Regions from separate parts of the Zea mays genome. Here region 1 is linked to region 2. The links are chromatin contacts, called in public Hi-C maps. All regions are on one chromosome and are shown on one strand. Each heading gives the region's core, a stretch centred on a gene start, on an enhancer-like site or on the middle of the called end of the contact. The rest is flanking DNA. Distances are from core to core; before and after follow the strand shown.

What was found. A called contact is a pair of places that touch in the nucleus more often than the background predicts.
Region 1: a Hi-C map of ear shows a contact between it and region 2, with 2.6 times the contacts expected there. The contact joins the promoter of LOC100284160 here to the promoter of LOC100216563 in region 2. A contact is called at or near these places in 3 of 25 Hi-C or Micro-C datasets (ear, leaf and tassel) and 1 of 3 datasets of contacts at active chromatin or transcription factors (seedling).

Annotation. Positions count from the first base shown.
Region 1 is chr2:201,443,924-201,450,491 of Zm-B73-REFERENCE-NAM-5.0, reverse strand. It overlaps LOC100284160 (mediator complex subunit 10 CG5057-PA), which reads right to left and starts at 4,887. Exons shown (of 5, transcript NR_182039.1): 1 at 4,589-4,887; 2 at 4,353-4,413; 3 at 4,152-4,254; 4 at 2,755-2,844. It overlaps MIR11969 (microRNA MIR11969), which reads right to left and starts at 433; the gene lies at 247-433.
Region 2 is chr2:201,294,832-201,301,505 of Zm-B73-REFERENCE-NAM-5.0, reverse strand. LOC100216563 (Ypt/Rab-GAP domain of gyp1p superfamily protein) reads right to left here and starts at 1,978. Exons shown (of 5, transcript NM_001399099.1): 1 at 1,526-1,978; 2 at 463-598; 3 at 258-307. The coding sequence starts at 1,773.

The DNA of each region.
Region 1 (6,568 bases), core at 3,638-6,137, 150 kb before region 2:
TTTTTCACCTTTTTTGTTGTAGGGAGCAAATAATGTATAAAAACTTATTCTTATTTATAATAATGTCCTTGATAACATAAGAAAAGATTAGCATCAAATTTCATACATATATATTTTAAAAGGGGCAATTATGATTATACCCTTCTCTGGCCTTGCAATTGTGATTTTACCCCTTGTTTTTAAAATTTGTGATTTTGCCCCTCTGTTTTGAAAACAAAGCTGCCATTTGCCCCTCCCCTTTAACATCGTTAGTGAAAATCAGAATTCGTGAATAAAATAAAATAAAACGAGGGGTAAAATCACAATTGCAAGGTGAGAGATGGGTATAATCACAATTAACCCTGAAAATTAATTGTGATTATATCCTTCTCTGACCTTGCAATTATCATTTTACCCCTTGTTTTTTAATCACTAATTCTGATTTCCACTAACGGTGTTAAGGGAGAGGAGCCAACGGCGCCTTCGTTTTCAAAACAGATGGGCAAAATCACAAAGTTGAAAATTGAGGGGTAAAATCATAATTGCAAGGTCAGAGAAGGGTATAATCACAATTGTCCCTACTTACGAATACCCGTTTTCATCCCTACTTACGAATATAAGATGCAGTTGCAGAGAAAATCATGTCCAGTTGATAGTGACTTAGTGAGTGATACTCGATTATCTAATATCTGTAAAATTCCAAAATAATTATATCATTTAATTAACTGTCGAGTCTTAACACTAACAACATTGTTCTAAAATATGGACATATATTCCTAGTTTCTGTGCCTAGGGACTAGGAACCACCCTCCCGCACCATCACACCCAAGAAAACTAGTAGTCGTTAACAACCGCCCTGTATCACCCAGCCTACATCAAAACCATGCTAGCAAACATTTAAGGGACATTAGTCTTCTTGCCCATGCTCTTAAGTCTAAATGTGATTTTGCTTTTAGCTTTTAAATTTTGTATTTCCACCCTATATATTTCACAAATTACACATACATAGTGGTTTTTTTCTTTTTTTTTCTCGAACAGGAGGGATGCGTATCATTATATTAAAGTAGAGGGGAAAGGCCTAAGGTCTGGGACAATTAGAACACAACACTAAAAAAACACTAGCCTCACACAAAACACACACACACCAAACACACACACAACACAGACGAATACCAGTCACACGACACACCACCACCCCAGCCTTCCAAGAGGCTACAAGACTTTCCTTTCTCTAATCAGGGTCAAAAAGGGAGTGCATGTTCTTGGCTCCAGCAGAAAACCACAGTCTCATCTCATCTTTGAATCCGTCCTCTAAGGTAGAAAGGCAGGGTCGAGCTCCGTAAAAAACACACATATTTCTCTGTTTCCAAATACTCCAAGCCCCAAGGATTACCATACATAGTGGTTTATTTATCAGATCAAATTGATTTAGCTCATCAAAGTCTTGAACTCTTCATAAAGTAACATGAGATCAAGAACCATACTGTACATGAGTTAGAGAATTAGATCAATAGATTATCCTAAGAGGTACTCCCTCTGTCCCAAATTAAAGTTTGTTTTAGAGAATTAATGGATTCATAAAATACTTTATGTATGTGGTTTACACATGTGTCTAGATTCACTATTATCCATTTGAATATAGACATAAAACCAAGAGCAAAAACGAATACTATTTTGGGACAGAGGGAGTAAAATACATCCCAAAAGAATATTGCTTTTCCAAAGCTCATATGTAGGCGGGATGAAAACGGTCGGAAACGATATCGTCTATATGAAAACGATTGTTGCCCTCCAACCTTCGAACTATTTGATACATTGCGGACTGAATATGATTACAATTCATAAGTAGCCACAATAAGGGTCAATATGGTTGTGGTACAACACCAAAAGGATGGACCGAGAGTCCGAGATGGATGATCTGTTGTTGTTCAAAGGGAAGATTATTGTTCCAGATACATCAATATTGTGGTCGGCTATTCTGGCTGAGGCACATGACCGCGGGCATGAAGCAGTGCAGAAGCGCTACACAGACCGCGAGGTTATAAACCCCATATTGTGGCACGAGTCAGGGAATTTGTGCAGGGCTGCTCCATCTATCAACGGCACGAAGCAGAACACCTACATCCTGTTGGGTTATTGGCTTATCGCAGCCCCTTCCTATTGACTAAGTTCTAGCAAGAAGCAGCTCGTTTTTTATTGGCTGACTAGAAATGATTCTTAGGGAGAAGTTGGAGCTAGGGGCACTACCAAAAAACCCCTAAATTAAGCATTAAACGTCAAACATAGCTTTTAAAAAGTCAGCTTGTAATGAAAGGTGTATAATGTTATCAACAACCATTTGAGCCCTTTGGGCTGGGCCACGAGCTGTAGCACACCTCCATCATGTTTAGGGTTAAGTTAGAGATAAGATAAAATTTGTTAGTAGTACATTGAACCTATTCCTCAAGAGTCAAGTAATCCTCTCTATGTAAGGAGAGGATAAGTATAACTCAAGGCGAGCAAGAACAATCAATCTAGTTCTAAGTTTGTGTTTGTCCCTCTCATGTATAATCTAGACCTAGCTCGCACAGACTCCAACATGCCATCTTGGTGGTTTTTATCCCGTCATGGGTGCTGGCCATGCCATATATATAGGTTGGTTTTGTCCCTAAATTAAGCTAGAGATATCATTTTATCAACAATGACAAAAAAATTATTAGGCTCAATAAACAGGAAAGTATATATTGTTTGGATGCTATAAAAATATCAGACAAGATCAATCGTGTGTCCACTTACAGCAGCAGAAGTAGCACGTATCTCCCTGTATGCTTCTACGTCCTCAGGGAAAGCTTGTTCAAGCTCCTCAAGAAGATGCTTCCGTAGGCCCTGAAATAACCAACAAACAAAGAAACAAATTCATATTTTTTATAATCAGCTGCAACAAAAGTGAATTAACTCCAAGATCAAACACAGAAAAAATAGAGTTGCTAATTTAGTTATATATATATATTATGCAGTGTTCACATAAAACAGTGCCCGTGTGATCACCAGAAACTTCTCTGATCAACTACAAATGTTTGTACTTTGTATGACTGATAACCATAAGGCTAAACAAACAAGGACCTTGCAACCACATATGCCTTGCACAGTATCCATAAGAATTTCCATATATCTAAATCAGTGACTAGTAAACCAAGCTAATACAGTGCCAGCTACAGCATGAGCAGTACTGTCTACAGAAACTTTGAGGCATGCCTCACCTAAATTTAATTAGAGAAAATTATAGGAATTCATGAAAAAAGGCTGGATAACTGTAAAAAAATGATTATGGTTTTTAACAACTGACAGACTGCTTCTCTCCGCGGAAGGCAAAAGAGAGACAGGAAACCATAAAAAAAATCAGCGGGATCAAATAGGTGGTTCTAAGGCCCGTCTACAAATAAGATAAAGAAAGCCCTGTGCTTCTAAAATCCAAGAAACCATGACAGGGACACATATCAGTATTCCCTAAAACTTGTAATTTCTTATATCACAAGCAACTAAATTACATGAGCATGACTCCAGAGAAGAACAAAAATACACTTAGGCAGACAGGCAGTCTTAGTGATGCACATTACTCATTACAAGAAACATGGATTTCAAATAGCATGGAATAATCTAATCTTCCTTAATTGACAAAGAATTGTTGGTTGTAAAAAATGTAGACCCAGTACAGGAGGCTCCCACATGACTGGGGTCTGGGCAAGGGACAAACGAGTCAATCCTTCCACCCGCAAATGCGAAGAGACCACTTCGACCACGACCTGGTGACTCAATGAGACAGCTGTCACCACTGCACTAGGCCTGCCCTTCTAAGGCTATCCCACCAGTGAGGGTCTATCTCATCACCTATTTCAAACTCCACTCTATCTACAGTGTGTAGTTCCCAAACAAAGTTTTGCGCGCCCATTTACCACCACCGGTGAGGACGGCGTAAAGAATTGTAACTTGTAACAAAACAAAAACAAGTTAAAGAATCGTCATTAATGGAAAGTAAGACAGCAGAACAGTTTTGTGGCTCCACAGCTAACTCCTAGTTCAAAATTGTCTACATTGCATGCAAACGTGTGTCTATAATCCTAATTGTACCCAGAAGCTGCAGCTCCATGTCAACCAATCTCTGCAATGGTTGAGAGGATCCAATGCATCCATACCTTGAAAGCGTCAGTCTTGCCCTTGGTGATCTGGTTTTTGACGATGCAGCTGTTGAGCACGTCCCTAGTGAACTCGTCGGGGTTCTTCCCATCGTCGATCAAACTAACAACACACGAACCACAGGGCAAGAGCTAAAGATGGGCCGAATGACGAATGAAGCTATGAAATCAAGGACCTCACTTGACGACCTCCATAGGCACCTGGATGTTGCACCCCTCGGCGAGTTTCTGCATCGTGTCGAGCTCCGCCACAAGCGCATTCCTAAGCCACGACCCAGACAACAGTCAATAGCAACGCAAACCCTAAGTGCTAAAATTTACAGCCCCCCCCCCCCCTCCCCCCCAACCACACACACACACACACAGAGAGAGAGAGAAGCGTGAGGCAAAGCCGTAGGACAGGGAGGAACCGAATAGAATGATCTCGCGAAACTCACAGGCGCTGGAGGAGGGGGAGCTGGGAGGCAGAGTTGAAGGAGGAGACGGTGAGGTTGAGCTGGTGGAGCAGGCCCAGCGTCTTCTGGATGGAGCTCGTCACCTGCGCCAGGTTCTGCTTCGACGCGTCCTCCGGCCGCTCCCCTCCAGCCCCCGATGCTTGGACGCCGCCGTTCCCTGCCGCAGCGGCGGCGGCCGCAGTGGAAGGGTTCGCGACGGTGTTCTGCATGGTGATGCCGGATTCAGAAGAGAGGGGAAGGGAGGAAACTTTTTTCCATTTTGATTGAAACGGGGGGAGGTCGGAGAGAAAGGGAAAAAATTGCTATTTTGCCACCGTCGAAGGTTCGGGCCGGGCCGAACCATTCATAAATCATGAGTTGGCTAATGGGCTTGCTTGTCCAAAGTTTTTTCAATTGCTTTTCTTCCGATTTGAGGCCACATCACTTGGGAAGCTGCGCAAATTCGGCCCGATGCTGATTTTTCTACCCCTAGTGAGTGGTAAAGCGGGCTTGCATAGTTTGAGTCAATGTTGAATGTTGGGCTGAGGCGGCCGACTTCGATGAAGGCCAGCTTACAGCCATCGACGTTTCACTCCATTACTTAACGAAAAAAGTACATTTTATTTCACTGAATTATTGTTGTATCTGATTTTTTTTTCTCCTCAAACTTCACAAACTGACATATTTATTTCTTTAAAGTTAAAATCATTTATATTACATATTTTTTATTTTGCACCGCCTTTAAACATGTTTTAACGTATTTAATGAAAGAACTGGAAATTAATTAACATTTTTTTAATTCACATAAAATTTATGTGACCTTCTAAGTTTCGAAAAAGTATATAAAAATATACTAGGATATGGTGAACCTAATAAAAATAATTAGATCTAGTGAAAATGTGTCTAGAAGCTTGAAACAATCAAACAGCTAAATTTAGTCCTAGGGAAATAAAAAAAACCAAAAATCTAAAGGAAAATAAATAATTATAATTGATGCCTAAATGTGTTTTTTAAAAACACTACAAAAATATAAGATTCAACCATCATGAAGGTAACATGCATTAATGATATAAGCATTCATGTTGGTTGTGTGTTATCTTTTTATTATGAGAAGTTTTTGATACATGTTTAGGTGTCAGTTTGAATGTTTCTAATTTTATGTAGCTAAAGCCATTGTTTTAAGCTTTTTGTAGATGTTTTGACAAAATCTAAAAAAAAATTATTTTGATTTTTCTATCTCTAAGAATTTATTTTGGAACTTGTAGCGGCTTATACAAATCTTTGTGGTTTGATAGCGGACTCCTGAATCCTGACGATTGCGGTGGTGGAGGAGAAACTGAGGATCATGCACTGAGATCATCCTCGCGTATCGGTTTTACAGCAGAGACATACATACAAGTGAGGAGAGGGCGGGAGACAGGTTGATCCGATCTGAGGAGTACCTACCTGCCTGAGCTTAACAAAACCAGGTGAAGCCCATGCGCCAGCGGGCACCAGCACGTGAGCGATAGCCCGATAACGTGAGCCCATGCCATGATTTCACCGCTCGTGTCGTGTCAGTGTGCCGGAGGCTGGCTGAGAGACGTCCATCACTCCCCATCCCTCGGCTGCTCTGCTGGCCCGGCCGACCCCGACGCACGAACTGGTCACCAGCAGTCAGGGCTACTGGTCACGTACCCGACCGCCATGCCACTTCGTACAGTCGTACAGGCTGTACCACAGGGCCGGCCCGCGTCGTGTCATCGGCAAGCGGCCCAAAATAGGGCGCCCATCGGACGGACGCCGACTCGCAACGACCCGGCCGACCGACGTGATTGGTGTGCTCGTCGGTCTCACTCGTCGTACGTGTGCGTGCCGACGAAACAGTGCAGGGGGGGGACACCTCCGCGACCTCCCTCCCTCCCTCCCCTAGCTAAGCTAAGCTAGGCTAGGGCTAGCTAGCGTGGTCCGCCGTGGCATGGGCAGCTTGCTTGGTAATGGTAC
Region 2 (6,674 bases), core at 729-3,228:
AAAAACAATTAGTAAATACCACTTATACAGCTAGTTTGGCATTACCAGTAGTGCATTGAGGCTCATAAAGACTGAACTGATACTGATTCATAGAAAGCAGTTATTAATCAACCTAGATTCAAATTTAAAAGGGAAAAAACGAGGGAATTGACACTAGGCCAATAACGGCATGCATATGTGTAATATAATATTATACTTGCACAAAAAACTAGCAGTTATAAATTTACAGGATGGGTAAAAGATATCAAGTAACTTACACTCCTAGTAAGAAGGGCCAAACTTCACTCCTAATGCTTGGCTCAATGCCCTGGTACAGAAAAAGAGGGGCATTTATGTCAGTAATAGAAGAGATATTGACATGATTGTGTATTTAACATTTTAACTACATAAAATGCATAGCCAACCGTGATTCAATCTATATCTGGATGATACGGATGGAAAATGAATAAACACAGTACTTACACCGCTGCGAACTTTCTTGAGAAACTTCTTCCCACCATCACGAAGCTTCCCATTTGCTGAAAACAGACTCTCCCACTGTTCACGAGAAAGTGCTCGTTTTCTTTTCCTTCGGGACCATGGAGATTTAATACCACCCCTGTAACATAAGGGCATAATTTTAGCAGATGGCATAACCAGTCATATAGACCAATAACAATAGTGTCAGCATATCAACTGAGAGATAAATGTGCAGTAACATGCTTTAGTGTTACGTGATGCACATACTGCATCCATTGGTCTATCTAAAGTTCAAGTCCTCATTATGACACCTTAAACAAGATTTGAACATACAGTAGTAAACTCAATACAGCATGTACAAGAAATAGACTGAGTTACAAAAAGAAAGAATTCACAGAATAGGTTGATTAGTTTATCAAATGAACTTAACACAGAAACACTTTTGTCTGGTTGCTTGTAAATAACTGGGCAACTGCTTGTGACAGTCTTATTGTCCCTGGATGAACTACTTGAAACAGGTTAGACATAAACAACCAAATAGAATATGCAAGTCTAACAATACGAACTAATGCTTCAGAAGACTGCGTAAGCCGTGATCTTACTCCCTAGAGGTGTCACTGATCGAGAAGTAAAGCCACATAGACCCTAATTAGATTCGGAAACACATAAGGGAAGCATCATGTCACTAAGGACACAACTGAAACTGAAGATAAACACACTCAAGTTACTAGTTTATGGCCTTGGCAACCGATTGATGAGACAGTGGATTCGCACATGCGTGGAAGTGCACTGAGCCATAGAGCCATCCATCCACGTAAACCTCTACTCTATCCTGTCACCTAAATCATTACTACACCAAGAGCACATAGAACACCCTAATTTGAGTAATTGAGTACCTAGGCTGCATCCAGACCACAGATTACAACACAGCAAGCTCGGTCAGGGTCCACGGATCGGAACCAGATCAGCAGCAGCCAAATGAAGCTCATGTAACAAGAACCGAATATGAGAGGCATTTCAAGCCCTAATGGAGCCTCCTTTCGCCCATCCGAAGGGAGAAACCCACCGATCCGAGTGCGGCGAGGACGACGCCGGCGAGGAAGAAGACGGGGCGGCGGCCGCAGCCGACACCACAGCCACCGCGCTCCCCGACGCAGCCGGCGCGGAGGACGACGAGGATGAGGACGAGGACGCGGCGGCGACGAGGAGCGACCGGATGTGGATCCACGATGAGGACGGCGGGGAGGACGCGGCCGTCGGCGAGGAGGAGGACGACGGGGAGGACGAGGTGCTGGATCGCCGCAGCGCCTTCATGTCCTTGTCACCCAACTACCCCGAAACCCCTCACACACCCACCCAGCAGCTGCACTCCGCTAGCGCCACCACTCCGCCGGGCCCCGCCTCCTTGCCGCCATCCCCCCGCCACCGCAGGATCTCGCCGCCGGCGTACGCCCCCCGCGCGCGCTGCTGGGCCACAGTACTGTCCGATTTGGTTTTTCTCTTTAAGCTTTTAGCAACGGGACACAGGGGAGAAAGTGTAGGGAGGGAGCATGTGACGCCAATTAAGACCCCAGCCGAGCCACAAGGAACGGAGAGAGAGTGCCGTGCGCGTTTGAAGGGCCCCTGTTCGGACCTGCCATGTGGGGTCTTTCTTGGCGTTGTCGCCGCGGGTCCCACAGGCCAGTGACGAGGGTAATTGATGATAGACCTGCCCCGTCCCGGCCGGGGTGTCTTTGCATTTGTAGGGCACTCAATGTTCCATCCAGCATTTAATACTGCGTTCCTGAAATTTTATACGGCTTTCAAGGACAACTTTTGGTGAAGTTTTAGTGATAATTTTTCGTGACCTTCTGTGCAAGTGCAACGACTACACAAGCGATTTTTTTTTCTACAGGCAACTGGTACCGTTTGGTTCACATATTTGTAACGTAATGGGTAAGTGATAACGTTAAATCATGTTTGTTTTAGTCCAACCGTAACCAGATATCATACTAAAAATTGATACCGGACTATTCAAACTTGTTACCGCCAGTAATCGAGTGTAAACCATTACCATTACCCTTTACGTTACATTTCGTGAAACAAACAGCACTTTTCTGATTCCGATTTTTTTTCGTGCTAGGAAAAAATACCAGGAAAATTCGTACGATCCCTAGGCATTTACTTATTACCCGCCTTATTATATTATCTTCACCTATTATATTATCCAAGAAAGGAGATATATTTTTTACCATTTCTACACACAGCGTAGGTAGACAAAGGGGGTGTTTGGTTTCTAGGGACTAATCTTTAGTCCCATCATTTTATTCTATTTTAGTCTATATATTGCTAAATATAGAAACTAAAATAAAATTTTAGTTTCTATATTTGGCAATTTTAGAACTAAAATGGAATAAAATATGGGACTAAAAATTAGTCCCTAAAAATCAAACACACCTAAAGTGTGAGGTTACTACCAAAGGTATGGGCGTAAACGGGACAGATTGACTTCCTAGACGACACATTTAGCTCGTGGAAAATCACATCTTGTCAATGCCTCGGATGTGCGCCACACAACCCGAAAACCTGTTGCTTTTGGGGAAAAAATACGAAAAACTTCTACGACGTTTTGAACTGGTCTGGTCGTCCGCTTCTTGAGGCGACATGGTTCTAAAACGTCACGCTGAAACGACCAGATAATAGTCCATAACGCATGCACAACTTATAGTAAGCTTTATGTTGAGGCTAAAGCTCAACGCCCCATCGCCCGAAAAATCACAATATCGAAGCGTTAAGGACTCGAGAGCGCGAAGGCCTAAAGAGCGATCAAGCTTCGAAGTGCACAAAGAGTTCGGGCGAAGACTCGAGCGCTCCTTTCGCCAGAACGGGCCAGAGTGAAGACCATCGAGCATTCCATTGGCAAAGAATCTAGACTGCGAAGACCTCGTGATGCGATCTACCGTCAATTGTAATAGGAGGCCATGTATAGTCGGCACACACTGTGAGATCTAGCTTGCAGGCCGCCACGCGGGTAGGGTTGTTAGTGGATCAGCCCGTGCTTGTAATTAATTACGTTGTAATGACCAGCTGTAACCCCCAAGGGAGAATATTTCAGGGATAACGTAGGTAACCGAGGGTACAATCGTCTTTGATGGGGCAGGGCCGACCCTCGGTTACCTATAAATACCCCCATACAACACCATTGTGAGGGACCGAAAAAACATTGTTGCTCTAATACTCTGTGTTAAACAACATCAAATTGTTTCCTATTCTCCCACTGTTTGAGCTTGGCTGACCGCGAGTTAGCGAGTTCCAACACTTTAATAGTCAAGATAATAGTCCATAACGCATGAATTGGTCGTTCTAAGAAAGTACATATTTAGGGAGATCATTCTATATCATATGATTCAAAATTGTGCTTTAAATCTATTCTTTTATAACCTTTAATCGTGTTGTCATCTGTCACCAAAAAGGAGATATTGAAAGGTCCCATGTGGATTTTGGTGTTTTGGGTGAGAACATAATTAAAAGACTAACTAAGGTGTTGAGTGTTGAACAGAAACTTAGTGAAAAGCTTCAAAGGTTCAACACAAGGTGATTGTGATGGTGCTTATAAGCAAGTCAAAGAAAAGGATGGACATTGACTAAGTGTGTCTCAATGTGCATGAGACAGTTCATTGAACTAAGGGCGGAGGCAAGAAGGACTTCGAGGTACTAAAAGCAAGGAAGAAGGACAAGAGGATTGAGGTGCCTAAAGCCAAGGAGAAGAAGAGGTTCTTGCAAGCGGTTAAGGTTAATCGAGTTGAGAAGAGACATGGTACATTGAAGAACACAACATATGGACATGATTTAAAGCCAACGAGGTAATTCATATGGTTTATGGTTTAAGTCATAAGGCTCAAGATACTAGCTCAAGTGGAGTCATGGTCACAACAAAGAGTAGAAGTATCAAAGTCAGAACATGAAAGGGCCCAAAGAGTTAAGTACATTGCGATTTGGAGTTTGGGTCACTCCTATGTTTGGAAATGTTTTTAGTGGCCATTGAAAGGTGTTGAAGCTCAAGATATGGCAAGAGTGATCAAGTCATGTGACTTGGAGCTTTGGAGTCCAACATCGACCTCAAATAGCCTCGGGGAAAGAATTTTACATCTTGTGATACGAAACTACAGGAATAAAAACCTAAGGTCACTAAGAAAATTTCCATGTTGGCTGAATTCTTGCAAAGGATAAGTATCTCCTTTCCTTTTTATTACAAGTCAAGTATTTTATCCTTGCAAGAGACTACTGTTAGTTTATTCTACACACCTCCAGGGGCTTGATCCCTACTTTAGAGTATTATAATTTTGACATTCTTTTTAAACTAAGTTGGTAAGCCCTTGGGGCAAACTTAATCAATGTTTATCTACAAGATCTTGAGCTAAATAGTCCAATAAAAGGTTCAAATGTAGTTCTATGGCATTGATCTTCTCTACCATGGCGGACCACTAAGTTTGGCTTGGTCTGCCCTTCACTCTACACTACTATCTAGCCAGAGTCCAATGGCCTGCATTGGTTTCCTTGCCTAATACTAGAGGCATTAAAAAGGTTCTGGAAGTACTTTAGAAAGTCTATGGCTAAGTATAAGCAAGGATGACCCTCGGGAGAAGGAAGTTTACCGTTATTCCTAAGATTATGTGTAGGAAGAATCCATGCTATATCACGAAGCGTTATGTCCCCCGTTTTTGAGGCTCTTGATGTCTAGGGACTGGGGGATGTCCCTTCGAGGCCCTTATGGTGCTAAGGGTATTGGATGCTCTATTGGATATGTCCCTTGATCCGAGTGCCAAAGGGACATTCCTTTGGAACCCTTGCGCTATTAAGGGCCCTAGATGTGTCACATACTTTATTAACTAAGGAAGATGGAAGCACCTCTTTGGGACATTCATACTCCCGAGGGCCTAATAACTCTGCAATGGTTCTAACGCTCTTTGCTCGAGGGCTGAAAACAACCTTTTGGGGCCCTTGCGCTGCTAAGGGCCCTAGACCAAAATAAACTTTCGTGACCCTTGTGTTGCTAAAGGCTCTAAGCCTATGCACCTAGCTACCTATAAGTGATCCTCGATGTCTATACATGAACTAAGGGACATAAGCCACTAGGTGAGAACACCTGGAGAGGGTGAATAGGTGATCCTGCGAAAAATACTTCAAACAACACAAATTTGGTCTAATAAAAATGTTAGTGAGAACTAAAACCAAGTTTGTATGAGAAGAGAAGAGAAACATAAACTCTTCACTTCATTGCTCTCTTAATATGAGTATTAAACTAGAAGCAATATCGCAAGTGAATATGAGCACTAAGGAAGACAACAATCACCATAAAGAAAGTAGACAAGTGACACGACGATTTTTTCCCGTGGTTCGACCAAATCCTACCTCCACATTGTGGTGACCTCCTTTGGTTGAGGGTTGCACTCAACCCCTCTCAAGTGATCCAAAGATCAAACTTGAGTGCCACGGTTATCTTCCTGATATCTCGATCATGTTTGTGAGAGATCTCCACAAGATTGGAGGCTCTCACGCCTTACACAAAGATTACAATCAAATTCAGAGTAAGGAAGGGAGTAAGAACATGCACACAAGAGCACAACTGAAAGTGCATTCATCCCTTTTGTGAGTTTTGGTGATTTGAATAACAACACATTTAAAGGTCTAACGAGTTTGCTAAGTGTTGAACAGGAAATTCAGTATGATGAACATACTTGAATAGTGTATAATGATCAGTGAACAAAGATTCAACACGAGGTTAAATAACCAATGAGACAATGCAAATGGATATAATATGATCTCTATATCGGTTTGAATATATGGACAAGACCTGAGAAATCACTACATACATATGATCAGAATAGAGGATGAAGTGATTAAGAGGATTGGTCAAGCCAAAGCAAATAAGATATGAGGAATCGTGAATTGGCTTGACCATATTACTATCAGTCCATATATGCTTCTATGAGAATCAAACTAGAGCTTGATTGATCTTAACGGTTATATCTAGAAGACAGTCAAGCAAGGTTCACAATATTGAAGAAATGATTCTCTCAATGGATGCTCAATATGATGTGACTCAAGAATGGCTTGATAGGGTGAAGATATCAAGGAAAGGGCTTCGAGGAACTAAGCGAAGGTGAAGGCCAAGCGACGGCTTGTGGACCGAGGTACCATGGCTAAGGTGAAGAAGAGAGTACTTGCACTAAGTC